Linked DNA regions of Sus scrofa: region 1 is linked to region 2. A link is a contact called in public Hi-C data. All regions are on one chromosome and are shown on one strand. Each heading gives the region's core, a stretch centred on a gene start, on an enhancer-like site or on the middle of the called end of the contact. The rest is flanking DNA. Distances are from core to core; before and after follow the strand shown. Region 1 has its middle 34 kb from the start of CPN2. Region 2 has its middle 17 kb from the start of HES1.

Evidence for each region. A called contact is a pair of places that touch in the nucleus more often than the background predicts.
Region 1: a Hi-C map of mesenteric adipose tissue shows a contact between it and region 2, with 1.9 times the contacts expected there. The contact joins two enhancer-like sites. A contact is called at or near these places in 1 of 5 promoter capture datasets (liver), 12 of 47 Hi-C or Micro-C datasets (adipose tissue, embryonic fibroblasts, fetal heart ventricle and 6 more) and 2 of 2 datasets of contacts at active chromatin or transcription factors (alveolar macrophages and skeletal muscle).

What each region holds. Positions count from the first base shown.
Region 1 is chr13:131,301,221-131,307,063 of Sscrofa11.1, forward strand. No RefSeq gene overlaps it. Among named protein-coding and RNA genes, the nearest start is that of CPN2, 34 kb to the right of the region's middle. Within about 2 kb of position 3,886, at least 26 of the 83 cell types and tissues checked have an H3K27ac peak or open chromatin away from gene starts, as enhancers often do. A contact at or near this core is called in mesenteric adipose tissue and subcutaneous adipose tissue, where this site is marked.
Region 2 is chr13:131,149,273-131,155,670 of Sscrofa11.1, forward strand. No RefSeq gene overlaps it. Among named protein-coding and RNA genes, the nearest start is that of HES1, 17 kb to the left of the region's middle. Within about 2 kb of position 3,014, at least 5 of the 83 cell types and tissues checked have an H3K27ac peak or open chromatin away from gene starts, as enhancers often do. A contact at or near this core is called in mesenteric adipose tissue and subcutaneous adipose tissue, where this site is marked.

The DNA of each region.
Region 1 (5,843 bases), core at 2,636-5,135, 150 kb after region 2:
TTCTCCCACTCATGGTCACCAGTGTCCACAGCAGCATCTGGAAGCAGGTTCCCCAGCAGCACAATGCATCTGGATTGGAAAGAGAGAGCATTTCCAGCTGACCAGGCTGGTCAGCCTGGCTGTCCAGGCAGGCTTCAGACTCTCCTGGTCTCTGAGAAAATTCTGCCCCAACGGAATGATTGTGAGTGGGGTCCGGTCTGCACTCTCAGGACGCCTGCTCTGCAAAGCCCACGTCACACCAAGGCCCGGCCCCCAAGGCAGTCTGCGAGCTCCCAGACACTGGCTCGAGTATCGTTGCACTGTATGGTCCTAATTCCCCCTGCTAATCCTCCACAGCCTTCGTTCCTGGAGCTGCCGTGTTGGGGGTTCTGGCATCAGTGGCCGCGTGAGCCGTGCTGGCCCCTTTCCTGACTTTTTTTTAAATATAAATTTTAAAATGTGACTTTGAGATGAAAGCAAGAATGCCAAAAGGAGGCCGATGCTTTCTTGTGTTCAATTACAGCCCTGGGGAGTACCCCACACAAGGAACTGCTCAGAGCTCCAGCCAAGATGAAATCTGCTTTTCCAATAAGCACTTCAAACAGAGAGGATGTTTTTGGCTCGATTCGGCAACTGGGGAGCCAACAGTTAATAGGGCTGGGCACTGAGGCAGGGCTCCCCGCCATCAGGGGAAATCTGAGGCTGCCTTTCACAGCGGCTGCCGCTGCAACTGAAGTTACAAGGCACTTGTCTGGCTCCCCCAGACGAGCAGCACAGACTCCACCCCTGGACCTCATTGAACAGGTCTTCTCAGAGGAAAGATTTCACTACCCCAGTTAATTACTCTCCATAGAAATTTTCTTCATTTTTTTTTCAGACTTAACTCCTTTGTAATTAGTTCTAGGCATAGAATTTTGTTGATCTGAACATGGGCCACACTAGAAATATTGATGATGATGAAATGAGGATACTGATGGTTATGGTATAATGGGCAGATAGGTGAATGGGTGGATGGATAAGATGGGTGGGCAGATGGATGGATGAATGTACAGGATGGATGGATGGAAGGGATGGATGTTTTAGACGGATGGATGGAATGGGACGGGATGGGATGGTTAGGTGGATGGATGGAAACACAGGTTGGCTGGTGGTAGAGGTGGAGACAGCTTAGAGGAAGCTTTAGCAGCTCCATTTCATAAACCTGGAAGCCAAAGCTCCTAAGCAAATGAGGTGGCCAAGTTCACCACCGTTGAACATGATCTAAAATCCAAGTCTTCTGAGCTATGCTCATCTCATGACAATCAGCCTATTGCTCCAATAACCTGGGTCATACCTTGACTAGATGACATCAGCCCTGTGCCGACAGATCCTTCCAGACCTACTCATGGTCCTGAGTGCATTTTGCCTATTTTAATTACTAAGTATTAGCCAGTTTGCAAGTCACAAAGAGAACCGTCATTAGGACTCTTTTAATTCCAACTTCATTCTTGAACTCCTCGAGTCATGCCTAGATTTGGGCAAATATTTCCCATCCTGTCAGGTAAAAGTCTTTGGCATGGAGAAGAAGTGCCAGGGTGCAGAACAAGGATTTCCAAATTTAGGTGCGTATAAAAGACAAGTTTAAATACCTATGTATTCCCAGACCCTATTCCCAGTGGGTCCGAATGAGCAGGTCTGAAATAGGTACGGGTAGTGCAAGAACAATAGCAAAACCATTATCTCTTTGAAATCTTGGTTCAAATGTCACTTTCGTGGTAAGGCTTGTCTTGACCATTACATTAAAAATCACAACCTACCTACCACCTCCCTACTCCTCACCCCCGATCCTGCTCTCCTCGTTCTCACAGCATTTTCACCTTCTGTTACACATACCACTGCTAAGGACTGGATGTTTGTGTCTCCCCCAAATTCATATGCTGGGGCCCTAACCCCTTGTGTGATGGTATCTAGAGGCAAGGCCTTTGGGAGGTAATTAAGGTAAATGAGGTCATGAGGTGGAGCCCCCATGATGGGATTAGTGCCCTTAAGGAGAAAGAGGCCAGTGCTCTCTTGTCACCATGTGAGGACATGGCAAGAAGGTGGCCATCTGCAAACCATGAAGAGGGCCCTCAACAGATACCAACTGGCACACCTTGACCTTGGACTTCTCAGCCTCTAGAACAGTGAGAAATAAATGATTTAGGGCCGCACTTGCAGCATATGGAGGTCCCAAGGCTAGGGGTCGAATCAGAGCTGTAGCTGCCAGCCTACGCCACAGCCACAGCAACAAGATCCAAGCTACGGCTCACGGCAACGCTGGATCCTTAACCCACTGAGCGAGGATAGGGATCGAACCTGTGTCCTCGTGGATGCTAGTCAGTTTCATTTCCGCTGAACCATGACCAGAACTCCAATAAATGTTTTTTATTTTTTAATTAAGCCACCCAATAAATGGCATTTTGTTAGAGCAGTCCAAGCTGACTAAGACACCTATTATGACTGACTTGTTTCTTATGCTTGTCTTGTTCTCCCCAATCAGGGAAGCTCGATGAAGGCAGGACCTGCCTTGTTCACTGCTGACTCCCACGGGCTTGAAACAGCTTGGGTTGGTAATATCTGCTTAAAAGGACAGACTGAATGAGGATGTGGTTCTAATGCAGTGACCCATGTGAGAGGAAACACAAGTGTTGGTATTAGCCAGATAAGAGATTGGACCCCAACCTAAATGTCCATTGACATTTCAATGGATTAAGAAGATGTGGTATATATACACAATGGAATATTACTCAGCCATAAAAAAGAACAAAATAATGCCATTTGCAGCAACATGGATGGAACTAGAGACTCTCATGAGTGAGGTAAGTCAGAAAGAGAAAGACAAATACATTATGATATCAATTATATATGGAATCTAATATACCGCACAAATGAACCTTTCCACAGAAAAGAAACTCATGGACTTGAAGAACAGACTTGTGGTTGCCAAGGGGGAGGGGGAGGGAGTGGAATGGACTGGGAATTTGGGGTTAATAGATGCAAACTATTGCCTTTGTAATGGATAAGCAATGAGATCCTGCTGTATAGCACTGGGAACTATATCTAGTCACTTATGATGGAGCATGATAATGTGAGAAAAAAAGAGTGTATATATCTATGTGTGACTGGGTCACCTTGCTGTACAGTAAAAAACTGACAGAATACTATAAACCAGCTATAATGAAAAAAATGGAAATCATTTTTTAAAAATAAAAAATAAAAATAAAAGGACAGACTGAATGAGGATGAGGTTCTAATGCAGTAACCCAGGTGAGAGGAAAAGCATGAGTGTTGCTATTCGCCAGACGAGAGGTTGGATCCCAACTCTGCTCACTTCTATGTGACTTCAGACACTTTAGACTCAGCTTTCTTTGAGCATCAGCTTTCTCATCTGTGACATGGAGGCAGTACCTCCTTCCTAGTGACGCCACATGAAGATCCAGTACAGATTCGGCACAGAGCACTGCTCCCCCAGCCTCATTCTTTCCTCCTTCCCTGTCATCTGGGTAGCATTTTGCATTCAGTGGCCTCAGAGCAGAAAACGTGCCTGAAGCCTCCCAAATGGGGTAGAAGTGCATTCTGCTTCTCATCAGGTGGAGAGAGGCAGGGAGGACAAGGTAACAGGCCACCCGGCAGGGACAGGGGTAAGTCATTCCGCTGGCTCCCTCTGCAACTCAGAGGACACACCCTCCCTCCCTCCATCCCTCCAACCCTTCCACCAGCAGGCATGAACATGAGCTTTCTGAGAGTAAACAGACAATAAATCACTAGCTGGGCTCCCCACCACACCCCCCCCACCCGCCCCCAAAAGCAGCATCATTCAAGACCTCAGGCGGAGAGGGCACGTGCTTGGAGTCTGCAATGTGGAAGCGAGCATTCCTCAGGAAACAGCCCAGCCAGTTTCCCTGGGGCCTTTGGAGTAAGTCCCAGGGACCCTGCCAGCCCCACCTGGAGGGACTTAAACTACAGCACAGGGCTTCGGGCAAGGTGGGAACAGGATTTCCTGATGGTGAGCCTGGAATAGGCGACTGAGGTTACAGACAGAATCTTTTTTCTCTGGGTTTTATGAAACTGATAGGAATTGGAGGCAGAGACCCAGAAAACAGGAAACGTCTACACACACACACACACACACACACACACACACACACACACACACACAGATACATGTTACATAACCCAAAGAGAGGGAAAGAGGCACTCCCAGTGGAGTAGGGTCAGAGTCTCTGTCAACACGGAAAACAGAACTGTGGCGGGGACACGTCAAAGTCCTGAACCTATGTCCCACTCTACTCTGGTCACTCTTCTGCTAACTGCCCAGTGGCTCTGGGTCCTCCCTCCTGCCCTGCCCTAATTTCTTACCCACACGACAAGAGTTCGAATCCCCTTGCTCCTCCTCAAGCATCTGCTTCCTAAGTCCCTGACTTCCCACTGGGCTCTGGCCAGATGCACTGCCAAGGCAACTGGGAAACTGGCCCAAACACTCGGCTCCCTGGATCCCCTTGGCTGCCACCCACCTGCCAGACTCTCTGAGATCCAATCTGGGGCTCAGCCCTTTACTTTCAGAAGCTATGCTGGAAGGTGCCTGATCCGTCCTGATCTGCTACACCTCTTCCCTGGCCTTCAGTCCCCTGAGGGGGCCCATACCAGGCAGGTGAACTCCTCTCTGAGCCCTAGGGTGGCTGTTTCCAGCCAGCATCCTGCTGTGTCTGCTGCTCCAGGGTCAGGCTGAACCTTGGAAGGATAGCTGCCTCTGGCAAGGGGTCTGCTCATCTGGATTCTAAGAGAGACTAATATTCGCCAAATTAAGCCAACTGGCTCCCCTTGGAACCCAGCCATCACACCTTCAACGCTGCCTAAGCGTGTCCAACCTGGCACCCAGCAGCAGTTCTGACGGATTCATTTGAGACGGGCTCTGTTGAGAACCAGCTATGTAACCTTGAGCAAGTCCCTTCCCTCGTTTTCCCCATCTAGGCTGGCCTGGATCACTGCCACCTGCCCACTGTTGACCATCTGTGTCTCTCTCTTCTTCTGTGGCTGCAGGGAATGCCCACCCCACATGGTCAGGAGGGGCAGGGTTGTGAAATGGAAGAACTAGGAACAGACACTCAGGGTCAAGGTCAGAGCAGGAATGAAGCCTGCTTCCTGCTTCTCAGAATGACCTCCTCTCTTCCTCTTGGAGGTGTGAGCTGCCGAAGTCAGAAGGGTCACCAGGCATCATCCAGACCAGAGGTGTTCATGCTGATTTTACCCACAAAGCCTTTCTCCAGATGAAATCTCACACAGCAGCCCAGAAGATCAAACACAGTGGAGGGGAGCAAAAGCAGTGGTGAAATGGAGCATTTATAATAAAGGCAACTCTAACGGCGCATTTATGATAAAGGCAGCTCTGGCATCCTGGCTGGGAAAAGCAACTCCAGGGATGTGCTCAGCTGATGCAGAAAGCTAGATAGTAGAGTATGACCGAATCTGACCAGGCTCTCTCCTCTAGAATAAATCCCCACCCCTGCCTAAAAAAAGTTAAAAAATTTTTTTTAAATTAAAAAAAAAAAACAAGAGTTCCCGTCGTGGCGCAGTGGTTAACGAATCCGACTAGGAACCTTGGGGTTGCGGGTTCCATCCCTGGCCTTGCTCAGCGGGTTAAGCATCTGGCGTTGCCATGAGCTGTGGTGTTGGTTGCAGATGCGGCTCGGATGATACCGCATTGCTGTGGCTCTGGCATAGGCCGGTGGCTACGGCTCCGATTCGACCCCTAGCCTGGGAACCTCCATATGCCACGGGAAGAGGCCCTAGAAAAAGGCAAAAAGACCAAAAAAAAAAAAAAAAAACCAAACTTATCAACAACCAGA
Region 2 (6,398 bases), core at 1,764-4,263:
GTGAAAACTGCAGGGCTCATCCCTCCTTCTGTCCACTGAGTGGCAGAAAAATTAGTGCAATCAAAGGCAAGCTTCTTTCACATGTAAAGCTTAATGATCCTCAGCACAAATGAGTTGTCAGGAATTTTTCAGAACCGAAAATCATAGAAAGAGAATGGGAAAATAAATTCTATCCAATTCTGAAGATTCTAGTTGTGTGGCCAGTTTGAGAAAGAGTCCTTCTTTAATAGGTGAATGAATCACACTGTGACCCATAGAAACCAATGGAAAAAATCAGATACGGGTATAACAAGGGGTTCTAAAGCACCAGCCATGTTGGGAAGGCCATCCAGAAAAGCAGCCAATACAGGACAGCTGTTTGCAGTGTCCCCCGGCCACTGCAAAGCAGTTGCTGAATTTCCAGATATAGCTTGTGCTATCTCTGGGAGTTCCCTGGTGGCCCAGCGGTTAAGGATCTGGCAGTGTCACTGCTGTGGCATGGGTTGGAGCTCTGGTCTGGGAACTTCCACATGCCAAGGGTATGACAAAAAACAAAACAAAACAAAAAAACCCCACAAACAAACAAAACAAAAAACAGCTCTCTGTCGGGGCTGCCTAGTCAGTCACCAAGAATTTGTGTAGCACCTACTCCATTCAAAGCACTGTTCCAGGCACCACAGTTTCTGCAATGAACAAAACAGACCAGGCCACACCTCTTAGCGAGCACACATCCCACTGTGGAAAAGACAATAAAAAAAGAAAAGAAATGAAGGAGAGAACGTCTGCTAATGGTAAATATTATGAAGAGACTAAAATCGGGTGCTATGATAGAAGGGACAGAAGTGGGGCTGGGGTATCATTTAGAATGGATGATCCCAGAAGGTCTCACTGAGTCGGTGACTCCTGAAGCCAACAAGGCCAGCAAAACAAAAAGCCCAGCCTCATATTGCAGGCCCAGACAGTGAAGGTGGAAAATGTCACCTCTGGCCAGCCTGGGTACAGTTTGTGGTACAGGGCCACAGAGAACCAGTGTCATTGGCTGCTGTTTCACGACAATACAATTACTAAGACCTTCTCTACAGTTTGTGAAGCACTTGAAATATTCAAAGTAGAAGCTAATTCAGAGATATCTGGTCCAATCCCTTTGTTTCCTGCAAGAAGAGGTGGGGTCTGTGGTGCGGCCTGGCTTTGTGTTCATGTGTTCATTCCATAGCTGTCTTCTGAGCTTCACCTTGTACACGATATGACCCCTGGGGATGCAGAGATGAACAGATATGAAAGCCTTCAAGGAGGTCCCCCTCTAGAGCGGGACATGGTATGTGGACCACATGGAGGGCAAAGAGCTGAAAATCATCCAGGACCCCACCTGGATCTAGCCAGGGGCTCAGCCAGATCTAGAACCCAGGCCCCAGATCTCCAGTCCTAGGCTTTTTCTGCTTTGATTCTTCCCCCTCCCGCCCAATATCTCAAGCGGTTTGTTTTGTTGTTGTTGTTGTTGTGTCTTTTTTTTTTTTTTTTTTTGGTCTTTTTGCCATTTCTTGGGCTGCTCCCATGGCATATGGAGGTTCCCAAGCTAGGGGTCGAATCGGAGCCATAGCCACCGGCGGCCTATACCACAGCCACAGCAATGTGGGATCTGAGCCACATCTGCGACCTACACCACAGCTCACGGCACTGCTGGATCCTTAACCCACTGAGCGAGGCCAGACAGAGATCAAACCTGAAACCTCATGGTTCCTAGTTGGATTCATTAACCACTGAGCCACGACGGGAACTCCCCCAATATCTCAGGTCTTAATTTACTATTCCTTCACCTGGAAAAAAATGTCTCCTGTGTACAGTTCACTCTCACCATCCATTTGGTTGATATTTAGCCTTTGGGTCTCACCTTGGACTCTACCTCCTCAGAAGCCTCGCCTAACCCTCCTCCTTATGAATATTTCTGTTGAGTTTCCACTGAGTGCTATGCTGCCATTGGTATTTCTCCCATGACCCGCATAGCACACGGGCTGTGAGCTGCCCTTTAAGGCCACCCTGCATCCTCAGGACCTTTACAATGCCTGGCACACAGTAGGGGCTCTGTAAAGCTCAGTTGAGTAAGTAGGCAAATAAGTATACGAGCGACTGTCACCTACCCCTGCCTCCGAGGCAAGCTTTGTCTCTGCTTGCCCTCTCTTCTTCCTCCCCTCCTTCTGTCCCTTCCTTTCCCACATCCAGGCATGACCTCAGACCCCAGGACACCTGCTTGCTCCACCAGGGCTTCACCGATATGAGCCTTCTGCGAAGTGCCCAGGAGACTGACCGTAGCCTGCTGAGCCACTGGAGAGCCCCAAAGAGCCCTGCCCAAGCCCGTTTCTCCCAGCCCCTTCCCATGGGACTGAGAAGACCTCTGTAACCCTGCATGTAAGCACAGCTCAGCCCCATAAAGCCACCTGTTCCTTAGCAGCGTCCCAAGGGCATCAACAGCACCCACTCACAGAACCAGCCTGAAATGAACAATCAGAGTGGCTGTTAGGATATGGCTGGTTTTACTTTCCTTTCCCTGTTTCCCAAATACTCCACAAATAGTTATGCTACTTTTGTTTTTGTTTTTGGCTGCCCTGCAGCATATGGAGGGATCGGATCCCTGGGCCAGGGAACCGATCCAAGCCACAGTTGTAGTTGCGAACTATGATGTAGCTGTGGCAGAGATGGATCCTTTAACCCCCGCGCCTGGCTGGGGATTGAACCTGTGACCCAGTGCTCCCAAGATGCTGCCAATCCTGTTGTACCACAGAGGGAAATCCAATATGCTACGTGTATAGCTTCAATGTTTATACATTAAAAATGCCTTTGATAATAACTTAGAGGAAATATCTCCCTTTCCTGAATGCCAGCTATCTTAATGACTGGTACAATCAGCTCAACATTTAATTATTATTATTTCCCTGGGTCCTGAGAGTCTTTGTCAGGGCTCTCACTGTTAGCACGGCACCCAGAGACATTCGAGGCTTTTCTTTACACGCCTCTGCTAAGATGACTCAGGGCCTGCTGGCGTGTTGTAGCTACTCAGAAAACACTGCTGGGCTCCTCTGCTCACCAACAGGATTCAAGTCAGCCTGAGGATTGAGGGGAACCCTCCCCTCCATCTCCGCCCTGCTCCACTCTCTTCCCAATCTTGATGGCTAAGGAGGATCTTTAAAGCCCTGAATTCAGCCCTCCAGTAGATTTTGGTGGAGGCAAATTTGTTGTCATCCCCCTAGGAGAGAAGCAGAGTTTTCCTCTTCCTCTTAATTCTGGTCCAGCCCTGTAACTGTTTTAATGAATAGAAGGCAACAGAGAGGCTGCTGGGTCAGTCCTGGGCTCCGACCTTAAGAAGCCCGGGCAGTCTCTTCTTTTGCACACTCGGGGGCCCTGAGCTGCCGTGTAAAAAGTCAGCTGTGTGGGAGTTCCCATCATGGTGCAGTGGAAACGAATCCGACTAAGAACCATGAGGTTGTGGGTTCGACCCCTGGCCTCGCTCAGTGGGTTAAGGATCCTGCGCTGCTGTGACCTGTGGTGTAGTTCACAGACATGGCTTGGATCTGGTGTTGCTGTGGCTGCGGTGTAGGCCGGCAGCAACAGTTCCGATGAGACCCCTAGCCTGGAAACCTCCATATGCTGTGGGTATGGCCCTAAAAAAACCAAAGACAAAAAAAAAAAAAAAAAGAAAAAAGAGAAAGAAATCAGCTGCGCTGTGGGGAGACCAGGTGGAGCAACCTCCCCGAGAGGGATAAGCCTCAAGACCATGTGGAGAGAGATCCTGCGACCCCAGCAGCCCAGCTGAGCTTGGCCTTTCAGCCATCACTGCTGAGGCATCAGGCAGGCGAGCGAACCACCTTGGGTGTTGCAGCTGGTGGGGTCCTGAAATAGCTGCAGCGCGTGGAGCAGAGCTGAGCCCAGTCAACCCACAGCATGATGAGGGATCCTAGAATGGTGATTGTTTTAGACCTGTTAGAGCTGGCTCCCCAGTCAAACCAACGCACGCTGTTCCTGTGACAAAGCTGGGGGCATTGCTCACCGCAGTGAGGGTGACCACCACCTGGCAGTTTTGTCAGTGTCCCCAAAGAGGGAAGGGAAGGTCAGAACTTAGTGATAATTGGAGGCTTGTTTTAAGGCAGCTTTGCAATAAGGCAACCTGATTGGAACTGGGCAAAAATCACCATTGCACGATCCACAAACTGGCGGATACCGCAGGGCAAGGATTTCCAGTTGGGAAATGCAGAGCACAAACTGCTTGTCGATGTTTTCCATTTAAGAATGATGGGAAGTTGCTTTAATGAGCAATCCAACCACTTTCTTTGGCAGGAGACTCCTGGAGAAATAAAGTCTCACTGATGAAGACAGAGGAATAATAAAGGCCTGCTAATGAAGACAGAAATATTGCACAAAGTCACCTCAACGTAAAAGGGATGTTAATAAGATATGGTTTCTGTTCAGTGTCCAGACTGATCGTGGGGCCAGCTGGTTTCAGTTCTCAAGCCACTCAGTTTGAGGGTGGTTTGTTACACAGCAGTAAACAATCCAGACACTCTTTTTTTTTTTTTTGGTCTTTTTAGGGCTGCTTCCACGGCATATGGAGGTTCCCAGGCTAGGGGTCCAATCGGAGCTGTAGCCACCAGTCTACGCCACAGCCACAGCAATGCCAGATCCAAGCCGTGTCTGTGACCTACACCACAGCCCACGACGATGCCAGATCCTTAACACCCTGAGCAAGGCCAGGGTTCAAACCTGTGTCCTCACAGATGCTAGTCGGATGCCTTTCCGCTGAGCCACATCAGGAACTCCTGCAGACACTCCTCACTCCTCCTGCTTTTCAATGGTTTTCGACTTCTCTATTCACTCATTTATCCAATATTTATTAAACACCCATTAGGTGCCAGACCTGGAGGTACAAAGCAAAAGAATGCAAATGGGGGTCCCAGCTTTCTCAGAGCTGAAGTTGCTCTCTATTGACAAAGTCTCCTGAGGAAAATAAAATAAGGTGATGACATAGTGTGGTGGGGAGTGGGGGAGGAATCTTTTGTTGAAGAGAACGTCGGCACTGGCTGACCTGTGAAGGGTGGAAGGATCCAGCGAGTCAAGCTCTCAGGTGAGAACATGACAGGCAGGGCCACAGCCGGGGAATGCCTGATGGAAAGAGCACTGCTGTGCCTGGGAACAGCAAAGCCAGCGTGCCTGAAACATGCTCACCAAGGGGACCGTGACCATCACGGAAGCCACAAAGGCTGGCAGGTGGCACAGGGCCTTGCCAGTCTCGGTGAGGAATTGGGTCTGACCCTAAAGGCAATGGAGAACCCATGGAGCAGTGATGCCAACAGAGAGCAAATGTGAGCCACATCTGCAATTTTTTTTTTTTTCTTTTTACGGCCACACCTGTGGCATATGGAAGTTCCCAGGCCAGGGCTCAAATCAGAGCTGCAGATGCCAGCCTATGCCATGGCCACGGCAATGGGGGATCTGAGCCAAGGCTGCAACCTACACCACAGCTCACAGAAACACTGAATCCTTAACCCACTGAGCAGGGCCATGGATGGAACCCACATCCTCATGAATACCAGTTGAGTTCGTTACCGCTGTGCCACAACAGGAATTCCACATGTGCACTTAAAAATGTTCTAGTAGCCACATGTTTCTTAAAGTACAAAGAAACATTAATACTCATTTTAACATCTTATTTTATCCAATATATTCAAAATATTATTTCAGCATGTACTCCATATGCAAAATTATTAATGGGATACTTTACTTTCTTTTTACGGTCTTTGAAATAAGTGTCTGGAGAAATCTCATTGTGGCTCAGCAGATTAAGAACCCAAGTAGCATCCACAAGGATGCAGATTCAATCCCTGGCCTCACTCAGTGGGTAAGGATCCGGGTTGCTGCAAGCTCCAGTGTATGGTGCAGACGTGGCTCAGATCCCGTGTTGCTGTGGCTGTGGTGTAGGCTGGCACAGCTGCAGCTCCAATTCGACCCCTAGCCTCGGAACTTCTGTATGCTGCGGGTGTGGACGAAAATAGAAAAAAAAAATGCAAAGAAATAGGTGTCTGTGTTATGCTGACAACACTTCTTAATTCAGACTAGCCACATTTCAAGTGCTCAATAATCTTGGCCAGAGCAGCACTGAAGGGTCTAATGAGCACTGTCCTCCCAGATTGCCAGGCTCAGAGCTGTCTTTCCTTTCTCCATTCCCCCCGCATCGACCTGCCATCATCTTTCATCCAGAGCTTAGAAAATTCCTTCCCGATACCACCACATCTATCCCATCATCTTCACCCCAGCTCAAGTGTCTCAATATTTTGCACATCAGTTATTGCTATGTCCTCAGAGTTAGGCTCTTTGCCTTTGCTCTCCCTCCACCATCTCTCACTACTAGACTACTGATGTCTGTGCTAAAACAC